Regions from separate parts of the Sus scrofa genome. Here region 1 is linked to region 2. The links are chromatin contacts, called in public HiChIP or PLAC-seq maps. All regions are on one chromosome and are shown on one strand. The core of a region is the stretch at or near the end of the contact, and the rest is flanking DNA. Distances in the headings are between cores, read along the strand shown. Region 1 holds the start of MBP (myelin basic protein). Region 2 has its middle 78 kb from the start of MBP.

Region 1 (7,522 bases), core at 4,840-7,339, 80 kb before region 2:
GGGAATATTATTATAGGCCCAAGGTAATGGGCCTGCAGGGAGTCCCCTTCTTCTGACTGTCCACAGCAAAATGAGAGGGAGAAAAAGAGAGAGAGAGAGAGCCCTTCATTGTAGTCAAGAGATGAAATCAGTGTAATAGGTTTTAATAGGTTTTAAGAGATGTCTTACATTGGCTACAAAGGAAATGGATTTTGAAAAAACAGGTTAACAGCCAGTTAGGCATGGGAATAAGTAGGAGTTGTGATATAGAAAACAGTAATGATTCTAAAAATACTGTAAAGGGAACACACTAGGGTTTCCAGAGGCAAATCTGTGGTGACCGTGTGCCTCGGTACTTACACTAGCAAGGAGAACTGGTGACTTTGACACATGATACTGGGCCCTTAAATCACTAAGACACCCGGGTATTTACTCAGAAGTGTGTCTCAGTAGATAAGCCTGTGGATTCTCTGCCTGAACCCTGCTGACCCTGTGGAGGGGGAATCCCCTCAAAAGTGGCGAGTGGGCAAGTCCACACGTACACTTGGTCAAAAGGCCAAGAAGACTTTTCTAGTTATTTGCCCCCTACTTAAGCCAGCATCCCTTCTTAATGAAGAGGTCATCTCTTTGCAATATGTTCAGGCAGCTCTGGGGGCTGGCATCAAGCTCCCTTTACCCCCACACCAGCTTTCTGGGTGCTGGCCACGCAGCTTGCACGGGGATGGGGAGCCCCCTGGGCCGTGACTGGCTTACCAGACACCTGCCTGGCAGCCGGCCCCTCCCCCGGGGCCAGGAGGAGGGAGGACAGCTCTCTCTGACTGTGTGCGAGCAGAGGGAGGTTCTCCACTCTGTTCAGGTAGGAGACCTGCTCCAGGAGAAGAAAGGGGAGCATCAGCACAGCTGGAGGAGAAAAGGCAGGAAGGCCTCTTGTGGAAATCATGTCCCCCTCCTCCCGCCTTTCACTATCTCTAATGAAGTAGGATGACTTTCGAGCATTAAGAGTGTGGTGGTGCATGTAATGGAAAAGCCCTAAGATACTGTGTTAAACCAGAGTGCAAGAAGAAAGTCTCCAGTTCTGGAATGCTAAATCCATGCCTTAGTGGTTCCACCAGAGATCTAGCCAGTGCTTTTCCCCTGATGATGTGATAGCCCCTTGGCTGACAAGCTGAGCTCCATCTACCAGTAAGCATTGCTTATTCCTTTTACCAAAAGGAAAATCAATGATGAAGGAAAGAAACATCATAAAATGGAAGTGAGGTTGAAAGGCGATGAGTTAGGACCAGGGCCTGGTGGCAGACGAATGGAAGACAACTCAAAACTCATTCCATGTCTTTGCACTAATTTCTAGTTTCCAAGGACCCCGAGCTTACCCTCAACCTTACATACTCACTGTCACCCTTAGGAGAGCCAGTCTAATCTGCCTCTACTTTCAGATTCTCCAGTGTTTCTATGACCCCCCGGTATCTACCATCCCAGGGATCCCTGGGGGGGGGGGCATCTTTTCTGTGCTCAGTCACTCAATAAATGCTCCTGGGAGTCCTGTGTCCCAGACACAGAGGAGAACAGCATTATTTCCACCAACAGGTGCAGGACAGTACTTTGTGAGAAACACTAAAAACATCAGGCAGAACGAGAACAGTCCCAACAGAAAGACCAGGATCCCCAACAGCCAGTGGAGAGAAAAGACTAAAATGTCTGTGGATAAAGGCGGGTGCATGAGAAGCTGTGCAGAAGTGGGGCGCTCTGGCCCACAGACTCACCTGTTGATTGCTCTTTCGGGAGGCCACGAAAATACCCATTACACACTGTGCTTAGTAAGGGAGGGACACCAAAGAAGACAACTTACAAAACTCACGTGCAATTAGTACGCCACCCTCAGTCTGTTAAAATGTTTAATAAAGTAATCCAAAGGAAGAAATATATAAAAAGCAAAAGTTCATCACAAAATCAAATTGGAATACAATCACCAGAAGGCAAACACCATTAAATACATCGACATAATTTACAAATGTTTCACTTATACAGAGGCGCAGCAAAATCGCCACCAGCACAGGGCATAACGTTCTCATTGAATCCTGCCTGACTTGAAAACAGCGGACACTGAAGGCGTGGAGACCACAGGAGGACACAGCCAAGCGCCGGGAGCTGAGCCAGGGGGATCACTGATCAATAACTGATCACGGTAATGATACTTCAGAAGGAATTCCTGGAGGAAATTTCAATGAATGTTTGTTTGGGTGCAGAAGCAAACATGCCCAGCACACTGGGATTTTCTCCAGGCAAAGTGATGTACCGAGTGGCGGGGCCATTGCTTCGTAGATCCACCTTGGTTCTGTGTGCATCGCTGCACTGTTGCGAGCGGGTACACTCTTAGCTGAAACAAGCGAGTGTGGCTCTGCAGTCCCCCGACTTCGAGGATAGACTCATGCGGAGCGGGGCGCCCCACTTAGACGATTCCTACTGTGTCCTCCTTGTCACCTCCAAATGTCACCCTCCCCAGGGGCTTACAGAATATATCTGTAAAATTAGGCTATCACGTTAACAATGAGTTAAGTTACTGTAGAACTGAAATGTGTTACGCGAAATTAAAACGCAATGGAAAAACGTCAGGACACAGAACCTTGTGATTAATTTCCAAGACGGCTTCTACCCCATAGCACTAAATAACATAAATGGTTCTTATCCCACACAATCAAAATTAGAGACACAGAAGCAATACTGAATGCTGACGGCGGGTGCCGAGACGAGCAGGTTATAAATGCGGCTTTGACTGTGAAGTCAATAGAGAAAAACAGGCATAATCATCAGTACAGGAACTTGCTTTAAAACACCTCTAGAAAAGGGGGCTGATGTGGAGGAAGGTGATGCAGGCCCTTCTCCTCACATCCCTACCTGGGCTCTATCTGGGTGTTGGTCATGCCCCTGAGTCCACTGGAGTTGTTTTCCAAGCTAATCTGTCATGGTTTGGGGTCAAGCCTGAGGATACAGTTGCCCAGGAAGGCAGCTGGCAGGGCAGGTCTGACGGTGGGAGGAGGAGGAGGGGAGCTGAAGACACCTCCCCCCTTTTACCACTGACCAGGGCAGCGGGGTCTTAGCCCTCACAGGGCTGCACTGTCCAAGGGCTTAGAAACCTGTTCCTTAAAGGCAACAACACTGTCTTTCTTTCCTCTGGCAACAAAGGCGCGTGGTCTCTGTGAATGCACTTTTCATTCATGGCTCTCGAAAGAATATGCCTCCTCAAGGAATTTATATGTGCTTTCCTTGAATGTCAATGCTTGGCCACACCAAGGGTAGGAGTGGTGGTACATTCAGAGGGCGGAGTGGAGTGGGGTGGGGTGGGGGCGCTGCTGAGCCCTGGGCTGGGCCCATAGGCCCTGTGGTGGGGGTGGGAGGAACAGGCTACAAACAGCCCCCTTTCCAGGAGACAAGGGCTTCGTTCGTTCTCACATGATTAGACCCTGAGAAACCTTGTCTGGACAGCTGAGCAGAGTAACTGCTGCCCCAGAACACAGGCCAGCTGGCCTGAGGGGGCCACCACTCAGGCCTGGGTGGCCTTTAGCATCCTGGGCATCTTAGAAATAATCGTAGAAGTGGAAAACCTGGAAATGAGCTTTTCTGGACAATAAGCAGGCCTTTCAGTTCACTTATTTTCTCCAGCTTATATGCAAAGGATCTTCCTAGCATCTAATAAACCGAGGGCTCTCCTCCTTTATAAACAGAGCAAAGCGAAGATAAAATCGAAACCGAAAAACAAACCCATACCAACAGATACCCCAGACTTCTAGGCCATGTGGGTGTATCACTGGGTGTAGAGTGTATTACTCTCACACCTCCAGTGTTTGAAAGCAAAGAGTCCACAGTGAAATACAGATGAGCTGAACAAATGTTGCCAGAAGTCTGCACTGTATATTTCCAGCAAAGAATTTCCACAGAAATGTATCCGTCCTCTGTGTTTGCAATAAGCAGCTCTGCCTATGATTTTACATTCAAACACCAATGAATTTCTTCGGCATCAAAGGGCAAGGCTGTTCATTATTAAGTCGTCTTTATTCAGCAATCAGTACTGAACAGAACTGATCCTTTGAAAGCCCTAAAACAATTATTTAAACCTGGTTTTTATTTTTTAAAATCCCATGACAGTATTTTGATTTCCCTGGATCCTTAATTATCTAGCAACATTTTCACAAAGTGGATGCCTATCTCTGAGGCTGGACTCTTTTCCTTGAAAATGTTGAAAAACATAAGACTTAATGCAATAAAGGCTGTAATTTCACCTAAAGGAAGAAAAACATGTAGGTAGAATATATATTCATCCTGAGATAAGTTCACAATGACTGACATAAATGCTTTCACAATTTTATTTGAACTTACACCATTACCACTGAAATGAACCCTGTTTTATAACATGTGCTATCCAGCTATTTAGTCTCTCCTGTAGAGTTTAAATATATATTTTCCTGCTCTTTGAGATATGCAGAATAGTTTCAGGTTTCAAAACTAGCAACAGTGCATGCACACGGGGTGCTTTGCATCATGGCAAGACGTGATTCAGCAGCCAGAATATCATGTGCTTTGATAGCTGTGCTTTAAAAAGCATCTGGATTGAAAGTAGCATTAGAAGCAGGTCAGATGATCCACATTTCAAGGTGAGGCAAGACTGCTCCAAAGTACAGGATGCCAAAGGAACCAGTCGGAACATGGGTTGTATAAGCATAGAAGGAACACTGAGTGTTATTCCCAAGAAGGCCTCCAAGCATCATGTGACCCCAGCAGGTATCAGCGACTTGCCCTGCCAAAACCTCAACTCGCCTTAACACGGTCCCAAAGGTGGAGCTTAAGTCTTGGTTTATCTTCAACAACTTCAGGATCATCAATCATTTCAGGAATAGTAGTTAGAGACCAAAGCAAATTCCAGAAACTCCCCAACTCCCACCACAACGTGCTCTGCCCCATCCTTCACTCAAAAGGCTTTTTCGTTCCGAAGCCTCTTCAGAAGAAGCACTGGGGCAGCCAGAAGCAAAGCTTCATCTCAGGGCTTTTGTAAGCACACACAAAAAGCCAGGGGCTTTTTGGAAAAACCTCAGCCCTTCCCAGATTACCCAGCTATCCAATGCACGACAAAGCAGATGCCATGCATACTATGTACTTGCTACGGGATAGCCACTTGGGGATTAGCCTTCCAGTGAAACATCAGCCACAGATGGTCTATTCACAGTCAAGTCCAGAAGCCACTGCTGCAAACCAGACCACAATAGGAGCATTTTTCTCTACCAGTATGTTTTTATCTACAGAACATTTAAATAATGGGACTTCACAAATTCTATATTCAAATTAATGACAGAACAAAATAATACAGTTTTGATTCATAGACACACCCATTCATCCCCCCATCCGCTTCCCCTAAACAACTCAGACAAGAGAACGCCTGCTTCAGGCGCATTAAAATTTCGGGTTTGTTCCAAAGTCCTCAATCACATTATTGTTGTAATGGAACATGAAGCCAGCAGCACTGGGTCCAAGAGAAAATGGGCATATCCCAACACTGAACCCCAAAGAAGCGAAATCAGCCATAGAGCCCCCAAGCAGAAGACACAGAAGACCCCAGCCCACGGTGCTCTTTCTGCAGCGCCCACATCACTTCCCGAGCCACATTCCAACCACCTCCCTTGCAAGCAGGGGAAAGGGGGTGAGCTACGTGGAAGCATCACAGGCAGAGCCCTGGGCCCCTCCCAGAGGCCATAAGCATCCCCAGTAAGGACAGCACATTTCCCCAGACAGCAGAGATGCTGCGCCAGCACCTCCTGTAATGGCTGGTTCACCTGCGGACTCCCTTCATTTTCCATTTACACCGCAGGGGACGCACCACCTGTACGCTCTCTATTCCTCAGAGCTCACCTTGCCCGAGCCCCGCTTGGGCGCACCCCTGTCAGCGCCAAAGAAGCGGCCGAGGGAGTCGAGGATGCCAGTGTCTCTGTGCCTGGGAGGAAGCCGTGCCTGGCGTGGTCCATGGTGCTCGCGGAGGCCAGGTACTTTGATCCGTGCCTCTGGGAGGGTCTCTTCTGTGACGCCATCACATCCAGGCCCTCGGGAGCAGCTGCACTGTCTTCTTGGATGGTCTGCAGCTCGTCTGACTCTGAGGGCCTGTCTTTGAAGGTGTTGTCCTCCCTCCCCGGGGCATCTCGGGAAAAGAGGCGGATCAAGTGGGGGCGGCCCCCGGGGTCAGCTGGGTTGGCGTCCGGCCAGGCATTCTTTGGGTTCGCTGTGCACTTGGAGTCTGTCACCGCTGTGTCCTGCAAGGGGGTCCCATTGTTCTGCTCCACATCTGCCTCTCCTGCAAACAACAGTGAGATATGAATACGGCTGTGCAAAGCGGGGCGCGGACAATGCCGCTTTCTTCCCAGGCCGGTGGACCGGCCGTCTCCTACAAAATCCACAGAATGAGCAGGCGCCATGGTGCTCCATGCAGCTCCCCACTGCCTTGGGTGGACCCCACCCTGGCCTGAGCATCCTGGGGCGGCTCTGCTCTCAGAGGCCCTGGGAATTGCCTCAGGTGCTCAGATTTGGCACCAGCCTTCCTGAGCCAGCACAGCTGTGCACACAATCTCCCTTTGCTGCCCTGGGAGCCTCGCAGGCACCTTTGTGGGACATTTATCATCTAAATGGCTAATGGTGCAAAAGCTAAGTGTGTTGGGAGCATTTATTTGACAACAGGTATTTTTAGCATTCTTGGTAAAAATGCGACTTCCCACGACTTTTGCAATTCATGCCTTAAAGAAGTGGGGCGTTTCGAATTCTTTGGTTTCCAGATTTCACAAGAGGCCTCTTGCATGAAAGAACTGCTTATTCAGGACATTTTGATTTGGCCTCTCCTCTGTAAGCAGCGGCAATCAGAAAGTTTAAGTGGGAATGGGGTATTTCATGTTACATACCTCCATCCCTTAGCTTTTTACAACAATATGCAGCATTGCTCTCAAGAATGGCAATGCATCCATCTTGCTCTCAGTTACAAGGTAGGTATAAATGAATGTCATAGTTTCCTCTCCAAAGTTTATTACCTGTCTATGGAAAATGTGGGTTTCCTCACACTGTCCTATAATATCATCCATCCATCTAACCACCCAACAGTCTGTTCACTGACATTTACCAACATCCATCCATTCATCCATCCATCCATCCATCCTCCCAGCCATCCACTTATCCATCCACTTATCCATCCATCCATCCATCCACTCCTCCAGCCACTTATCTACCCACCCTCCATCCACCCCTGCCCTCCAGCCACGCATCCTTACCGACACCTAGCAAGTGTAATGTGCTGTGCTGGGTGAATAAGATGTAGTCTTTGTCGCATGAACACAGGTAAAAACAAACATTATGGGTCATAATGAATATTCACTTATGAATAGTGTCCCCCCAAATGATGTGTCCACATCCTAAGCCCCAGTCCCTATGAATGTGGACTTATTTGGAGATTAGGTCTTTTGCAGATGTAATCAAGTTAAGAAGGGGTCACACTGGTAGGGTGGTCCCTAACCCAATGACC
Region 2 (6,848 bases), core at 4,234-6,733:
CTTCCTTTCTCTTGCCTTTACCTAATTTTAGTAACTTCACCCCAACCTATTTCCAGGTTCTTCTTTGAGGCTATTCACCTGCCCAGCTTTCCCATCATTTCATTATCTTTAGTGTCATTCCCCCGCCCCCAAATAAGCATCAGCTTACTTATTTGTAATATAAATGATTGATTATGACAAATGGTACAGAAAATGATTCATGGCTGGTTTAGTTTCCTTTGAAAAAAGTGACACATTCTCTTCTTTGTCTAAAATCCTAAAATATGTTTCAAATTAAAGCAAACTCCCTTTCGTACAAACCCCTCCCTCCCTTGACACAGGTAAGCAGCTTCCCGGGGCTGGCAGACAGCCCGATTTGCATGATTTCTGTATTTATTACATCTGCATGTAATCACAGCATGTAGTGTTCTTTTGTGTATTTAAAAGTTTTCAATAAACAGAATGATGCTATATTTATTCATGTGCAGCTTGGCTGTTTTCCACTCAATGCTATTGCTTTGATTTTGACCTGTGCTGCCACCTGACCAACACCATGCAGAGCCTGAGCAGAGCTCAGGCTTGAATCTCAGCTCTCTCACTCACTAGGAGCCATCAACCATCGAACCTTAACCATATTTTGTTCATTTTTTCACCTGATCTTAGACACATTCAATCTCGATTTAATAAACATTAAAACAGTTTGGGGAAAAAAAAAATACATGGGCAAAGCCAGGGTAGTGCCAAGAGGGAAATTTATAGGGCTAAAATGCTGACATGGAAAGGAAGAAAGGTCTCAACTCAATAATCTGAGGTTTAACCTATTAAACTTTTATAAAAAAGGCTAAATATATCTGAAGAAAGTAGAAGGAAGGAACTAGTAAAGAACAGAAACCAGTGAAACCAAAAGCAGGAGAACAACAGAAAAGATAATCCTTCCTCTCTAGAATTGCTTTAGATTCTTTGTCAAAGATTGTGTCCATATATGTATGTGCGTCTATCTCTGGGTTCCCTGGTCCGTCCCCTTGACGGAGGTGTCTGTCTCTCCACCAGGACACCCTGTCCTCGTTACTGTGGCCAGAGGGTAAACCTTACCACCAGGGACAGCAATTCCCCCCACTTCTTTCTTCCCTGTCAAAGTCCTGTTAGCTGTTCGAGCTCCCACGTCAATCCATACATTTGAGAATAAGCTTGTCTATGTCTACAAAACCCTTGGTGGAATTTTGATAGGAATTTCATCAGATCTATAGACATACTTGGGGAGAATGAACAGTTTTACTGTGTGGGATCTTCCATGCCATGATCACAGGTTAATCTTTTGTTTCTTTCATCGGTGTTTTGTCTTTTTAAGCACACAGATTCTGACTCAGCGGGGTGTTTTTAGGGTATACCTAAGTATGTCCTTTGCTTTGGAGTCATTTTAAATGGCGTCATATTTTAGCTTCAGTTTCTACATGTTTGTTGTTGGCAGATACCAATGTAGAAGACTTTTGTGTGTTGATGTGTGTCCTGAGGCCTTGGTGAACTTCCTCACAAGTCCAGGAGATGTTGGGGTTAGACTTCTTGTGACAGGAAGTCTAACCTCTTGCAGACACTCGTGCATCTGTAAATGGGAAAGTATTGTTTCTTCCTTTCCAATCTCTATCCTTTTAATTTTTTAATTATTTTTTCCTTTTTTGTCTTTTTAGGGCCTCATGCACAGCATACAGAGGTGTTGAGTTGGAGGTACAGCTGCTGGCCTACACCAAACAGCCATGGAACAATGTCACACTCCTAAGTAGGAACAAAACCCAAACAAAACCAAAATCCTCTACCCAAACCTCTCCCCTTGTACAAAAATTAACACAAAATGGAGAACAGACTTCAGCGTAAAGCATAAAAATATAAAACTTGTACGGGGGAAAAAAAAAACAGGAGAAAATCTTCCAGACTCAGGCTAGGTGAAGGGTTCTTGTATTTTTACACCCACTCACAGACCATAAAAGGAAAAAAATTAGTAAACTGGATCTCATTGAAATAAAAAATATTCTCTCTGCAAAAGACCCTGTGGAGAAGCTGAAGACAAGCTAAACTGACAGATTAACGGCAAACCACTGGGACTGTTATCTTGAACATACAAGGAATTAACAAGACCAAATAATCCAATTAGGAAACGGGCAAAGACAAGATCAAGCCGCTCACCTGTGGATATACAGATGGCAAACGCACATGTGAAAAGACTGGCATCTTTGCCCGCGAGGGAAAAGCAGATGAAAATCACACTGAAGCATCTTTGCACACCTGCTAGAACAGCTCAAATGAAGCAATGACAATGCCAGATGCTATCCTGGAGATCCCAGATCACTCGCACCTGCTGGGGGGATGTAAAATGGTCCAGCCATTCCGGAAAAGAGTGGGGCACTTTCTTATAAAATGGAACATGCTTTCAGGATATGACTCAGCAGTGGAACTCCTGGGCATTTATCCCAGAGAAATGAAAACTATGTTCACAAGAAACCATGTATAAGGATGATCACAACAGCTTTACTCAAATAGCCCCAAACATTCACTCAAAGGGTGAATGGTTAAAACCAAAAAACTATGGAGGGCAGAGCATCGACTCCAAGGAATATTACTCAGCAACACAAAAGAATGAGCTGCTAGTACACTCAAGAACTTGGAGAATTTCATTTAGAGAAAAAAGCTAATCAAAAAAGGGTGCATATTGCATGGGTCCCTTTATATAGCATTCAAAAAGTGATGAAATTATAGAAAATGAGGAACAGATCAGTGGTTGCCAAGGGCGTAGGGAGGGGGAAGGGGGAAGTTGTCTGTGGCCATAAAGGGCAGCCTGTAATGGAACTGTCCTACCTGTGGGTAGTCACACAATTCTACACACGTGAGAAAATTACATAAAACTACACACAGACACGTGGGAGCACGTAAGCTGGTGAAATCTGAAATCCCAACATGGTTGATGGGCTCTCAGTGTTAATTTCCCGGTTGTGATTCGGACTAGAGTTTTGCAAGACGTTACTATATGGATCATTCAGTATTATTTTTCACAATTGCATGTGAATCTACATTTATCTCAAAATTTTAAAAAAATGTTAATTGCTTCTGTGAGCAACCTTTGCATATGCCTTAGGCACTCAGACCAGGCTCTCTTTGGAGGCTACACTTAGGAGTGAAACAATGAGGTCATAGGGAATATCCATCTTCAGCTTTTATGGCTTATTCTCTAAGGTGTCTGGTCCTGTTTGCATTCTACTCATGATCAAGTGAGTTCTCACTTCTCTAAATCTTCCCCAACCCTCAATATAGTCAGAACTTAATTTTTTTCACCAGCACGAGGGATATGAACAATTATCTCATCGATGTTGTGATTTTCAATTTCCTGAGAACTAGTGGGTTAAGCATCTTTTCATGTCTTACTAGACCAGCCTAGTCACTCACATCTTTTTCTTCTAGGTGGTTTGTTGTGTTTTGCTGAATTTGAGAATGTTTTATACATCCCAGATACCTCACCTAAGTCTGTTTACCTTCATTCTCTAGGCATCCATCTATTTTTTTTTTTTAAATAACAGAGCTTCACATTTACTCTGGTATTCACAGAGTCCAGATGTATAGTTATGAATTTTTAAATTATTGACATGAGGGTGGTTCTGCCTTTGGACAAGGCCTCAGCTCACACCTGAGAGCTCCAGCCTCCTACCTGGGCAGCCTCTCCAGCCCTAATTCCTCACGATCCATCTCTCATGTGTATCTCCCACTGGCTCTGTCTCTCTGGCTAAAGCCTGGTGGCTGCATGTTAAGGTAGAGACTGGAAACCTGCTCATCCAGCCTCTCTGCTCAGCAGGACCATCAGGGTCTCTGCTGACAATTACTGTGCATTAAATCCAGCTCCTAGGGCCCCCAACTCAGGCTGATTTAAGCTTCCTTCCGTGGCTCCAAGGGACCAATAGAAGTGTCCTCCTTTATGTAGTGCTTAATGACTACTTACTAAAAATCGTACCAAGGAATTAGGAAACTGACTCTCCTTACTGACAACTTCACTGAGGAAGTTAGGACAGGGTGACTAAAAGAGATGTGACAGTCCAATCATCCTGTAGAGGAAGCATATTTTGTTGGGTGTGGCCACTCAGGAGCAGTGGAATTTTAAAGAGACAGAAACCAAAGGCAGCTCTGTGAGGTTTGCAAGGTGTCCTGTCAGTCTGCAGGGCAGCAAAGAGGGGCTGGTGGCAGGATCCTGGAACTTAATCCTGTAGGCACCTGTGAGTCTCTGTGCCTTGGTTTCCTAGTCAGTGAAAATGAGAGTAGGAGTTCCCTGGTGACTTAGCTGCTTAGGACTTGGCATTGTCACTGATGCGGCATGGGTTCAATCCCTGGCCCAAGAACTTCCACATGCCATGGGCATTGCCCCCCCAAATGAAGATAATAATAGGGTAGTTATATCAAAGGAGGGTATCCCCTGGCATCAGGACGATTCATCAGGTGAAATAGCATTTTCAGAAGACAGCTGGCAATTTGTAAGTGGTCAAAAATGCTACCTGGGTACAGAAATGGTTGTCAATTTTTTAAAGAACCTAGAAAACTAAAAGTTCAACATACCTCCAATTAGCATTTAGAAATTCAGAAGGAAATAGAAAAAAATCACCAAAAAGACTGGTCTCTACTCTTTTCCACCTTCAGCAAGTGCCTTTCATCAGGGCACATGGTCGAGGCCATCCCCCACCAAAGCTAGGCTGAAGTGATTCCATGTCAATCACAGATCAAATAACTTTTCTAAATGCTCTTCTCTTTGGACAGAAATACGATACTTTAGAAAGATTTTTAAGGTGCATTTGAACCAAACAGTTTTTGTTCAACCCTGGTTAATAAAGGTACTCAGTTAAATCCTAGGGAGTTACTGTTAACCGACATTTTATGGCAATTTTTAACTGGATTTCCTCCCTTCAGGTTTTGATCTATCCCACTTAAAAAAAAATTCAGCTACCGACGAGCACCCGTGGCCTGGGAGGAACGCCGCGGGTTCATAAGGCTTCTGCCCCTTGCAGGTCATTTGGCCCATCCTTTCCTGAAGATCTGCTTTGACTCCTGCTGGCTCCACACCTGGGTCCCCATGTCCCAGGAGGCCCTCAGCACTCTCATGTGGCCTACCAGGGAGCAGAGGTACAGGCCTGAGCCCAATATAGGGAGGTCCCTAACTTGCAGGCCACTCTGTAAAACATCCCCCTGACCTCGGTGGGCTAAAAATCTTCTCCAAAAGCCATAGGTCTTAAATAGGATGCATCCTAAAATCCCCTTCCTAGGAAAAACTCTCTTTCTAGGCCAGGTGTTCATGTCCATGTCAGAACAGCCAGCGCCCCCCCGCCACCATGTTTATACCCCTCCCAACACATCCCAGCTGCTGCACGTGCCCTCCACGGAGGCAGAGAAAAACTGCACACATGCTGTTGATTCTCACATTGCCGCAATTGGAAAACAGAGGATGGGGAACCGAAACACGCCTATTTCCTGCCGGAGTCCCACTGAGTCCCAAAGAAACTGAAAGGGTTTCCCAAATCTCACTCCGCCTTCCAAACGGGAGAGAGAGAGTAGCCCCTAAGAGAAAGCAGCTGGTGTCACCGGTATCCCGCAGGACCTAGAATCACCTAGGCGTCAGTAGAACCTTGCAGCACACACAGCACCCTCAGAGCCAGCTCACCCAGCGACGGGCCCAGAGGGGCTTCACGCGGGACAGGGGGACCGCGCCGCGCGCAGGTGCGCGCAGGTGCGCGCAGGTGGGGTACCGGCCGGCGCAGGTGGGCTCAGGCAGCTCAGCCAGGCCAGGCCTCCCGAAGGCGGAAGCAAGGCGAGTTGCCTGTCACCGCCCTCCACGCTCAAAGGGAAACTGGTTTTCGTCTGGAAACGGCGGGAGGGTGAGGTCGTCTGCCCGGCTCCAGGTGTGTCTTTAAGAAGCACTTTAAGCCTGTGGGGATCCCCCGCCTGCTCGAAAGCTCGCCACCAGCACCCATCCCCGCAACGCCCAGGGCGGCCTCTTTGACCTTCGTCACCTCCCTCCGAAACTCCACCCCCACCCCCTCCCACACTCTTGAGACCCCAGCCACGGGAGCCCACATCTGGACACTCATCCGGGACAGCCCCGCTGCTCTGGAGCGCGTCTACACCCGCACCCACCCCCCGCCCCGGCGGCCCCTGGGCTGCCACCTGCCGCCACCTGCGCCGCCGCCCAGGGGAACTCCGGGCCCGGGTCCCCGCTCCGAGGGCGCTGATAAAGGCGCTTGCCCACCCAAGAGTCACCCACCGCGCTAAGCTTGGTGCTCCTAGGCCGAGGGCGCCGCGGGATCCAGGCCGCCTTCCCGCCGCCCCGGCCCCAGGCGCCAGGAGCGCGGGGTCCCAGGGCTCCGCCTTCCGGGTCAGGGACGCGGGCCGCCGGGGCCAAAGGCTCGTCCTCGCTGGCGCGCTGCAGAGGCGACTGACGGCGGCTGCTCGGGGGCCGAGCGCCCCGCCTCCCTCCCCCGCCTCCCGGGCTGCCTGCGAGCCAGGTAAACACGCCGCCCCGGGCCCAGCCGCCCACCTGCCGCCCGCTGGCCAGGTCCACGTCCCGACGCCTCCGCCACGAGGGCTCCGGGCACACGCGGGAGGCGGGCTCGGAGTTTGCCCGGGACTGAACTCGGGCTCTTTGCGCCTCCGCGCGTGGCGGAGCCTACGAACCACCCCGCCCGACCGTGCTGGGAGGGACTGCGGTAGTTTAGGCTCCACGCCCCATACCACGGCCGCCGTGGCCGCTGGCCAGAATCTACTTCCCCGCCTCGGGGTGCAGGGCACTCCGCAAAACCTGGCCCCTTGGGAACACCAGGGTGGCGTTGGTGCAGCACCGCTCACAGGTA

Evidence for each region. HiChIP or PLAC-seq counts read pairs in DNA pulled down with a chosen protein or histone mark.
Region 1: a contact with region 2 is called in an H3K27ac HiChIP or PLAC-seq map of alveolar macrophages. The contact joins the promoter of MBP here to the enhancer-like site in region 2. A contact is called at or near these places in 9 of 47 Hi-C or Micro-C datasets (liver, mesenchymal stem cells, omental adipose tissue and 2 more) and 2 of 2 datasets of contacts at active chromatin or transcription factors (alveolar macrophages and skeletal muscle).

The regions. Positions count from the first base shown.
Region 1 is chr1:147,648,083-147,655,604 of Sscrofa11.1, reverse strand. It overlaps MBP (myelin basic protein), which reads right to left and starts at 6,089. Exons shown (of 7, transcript NM_001001546.2): 1 at 5,964-6,089; 2 at 5,875-5,961. The coding sequence starts at 6,050.
Region 2 is chr1:147,568,201-147,575,048 of Sscrofa11.1, reverse strand. No RefSeq gene overlaps it. Among named protein-coding and RNA genes, the nearest start is that of MBP, 78 kb to the left of the region's middle. Within about 2 kb of position 5,483, at least 52 of the 83 cell types and tissues checked have an H3K27ac peak or open chromatin away from gene starts, as enhancers often do. A contact at or near this core is called in alveolar macrophages, liver, omental adipose tissue and 2 more, where this site is marked.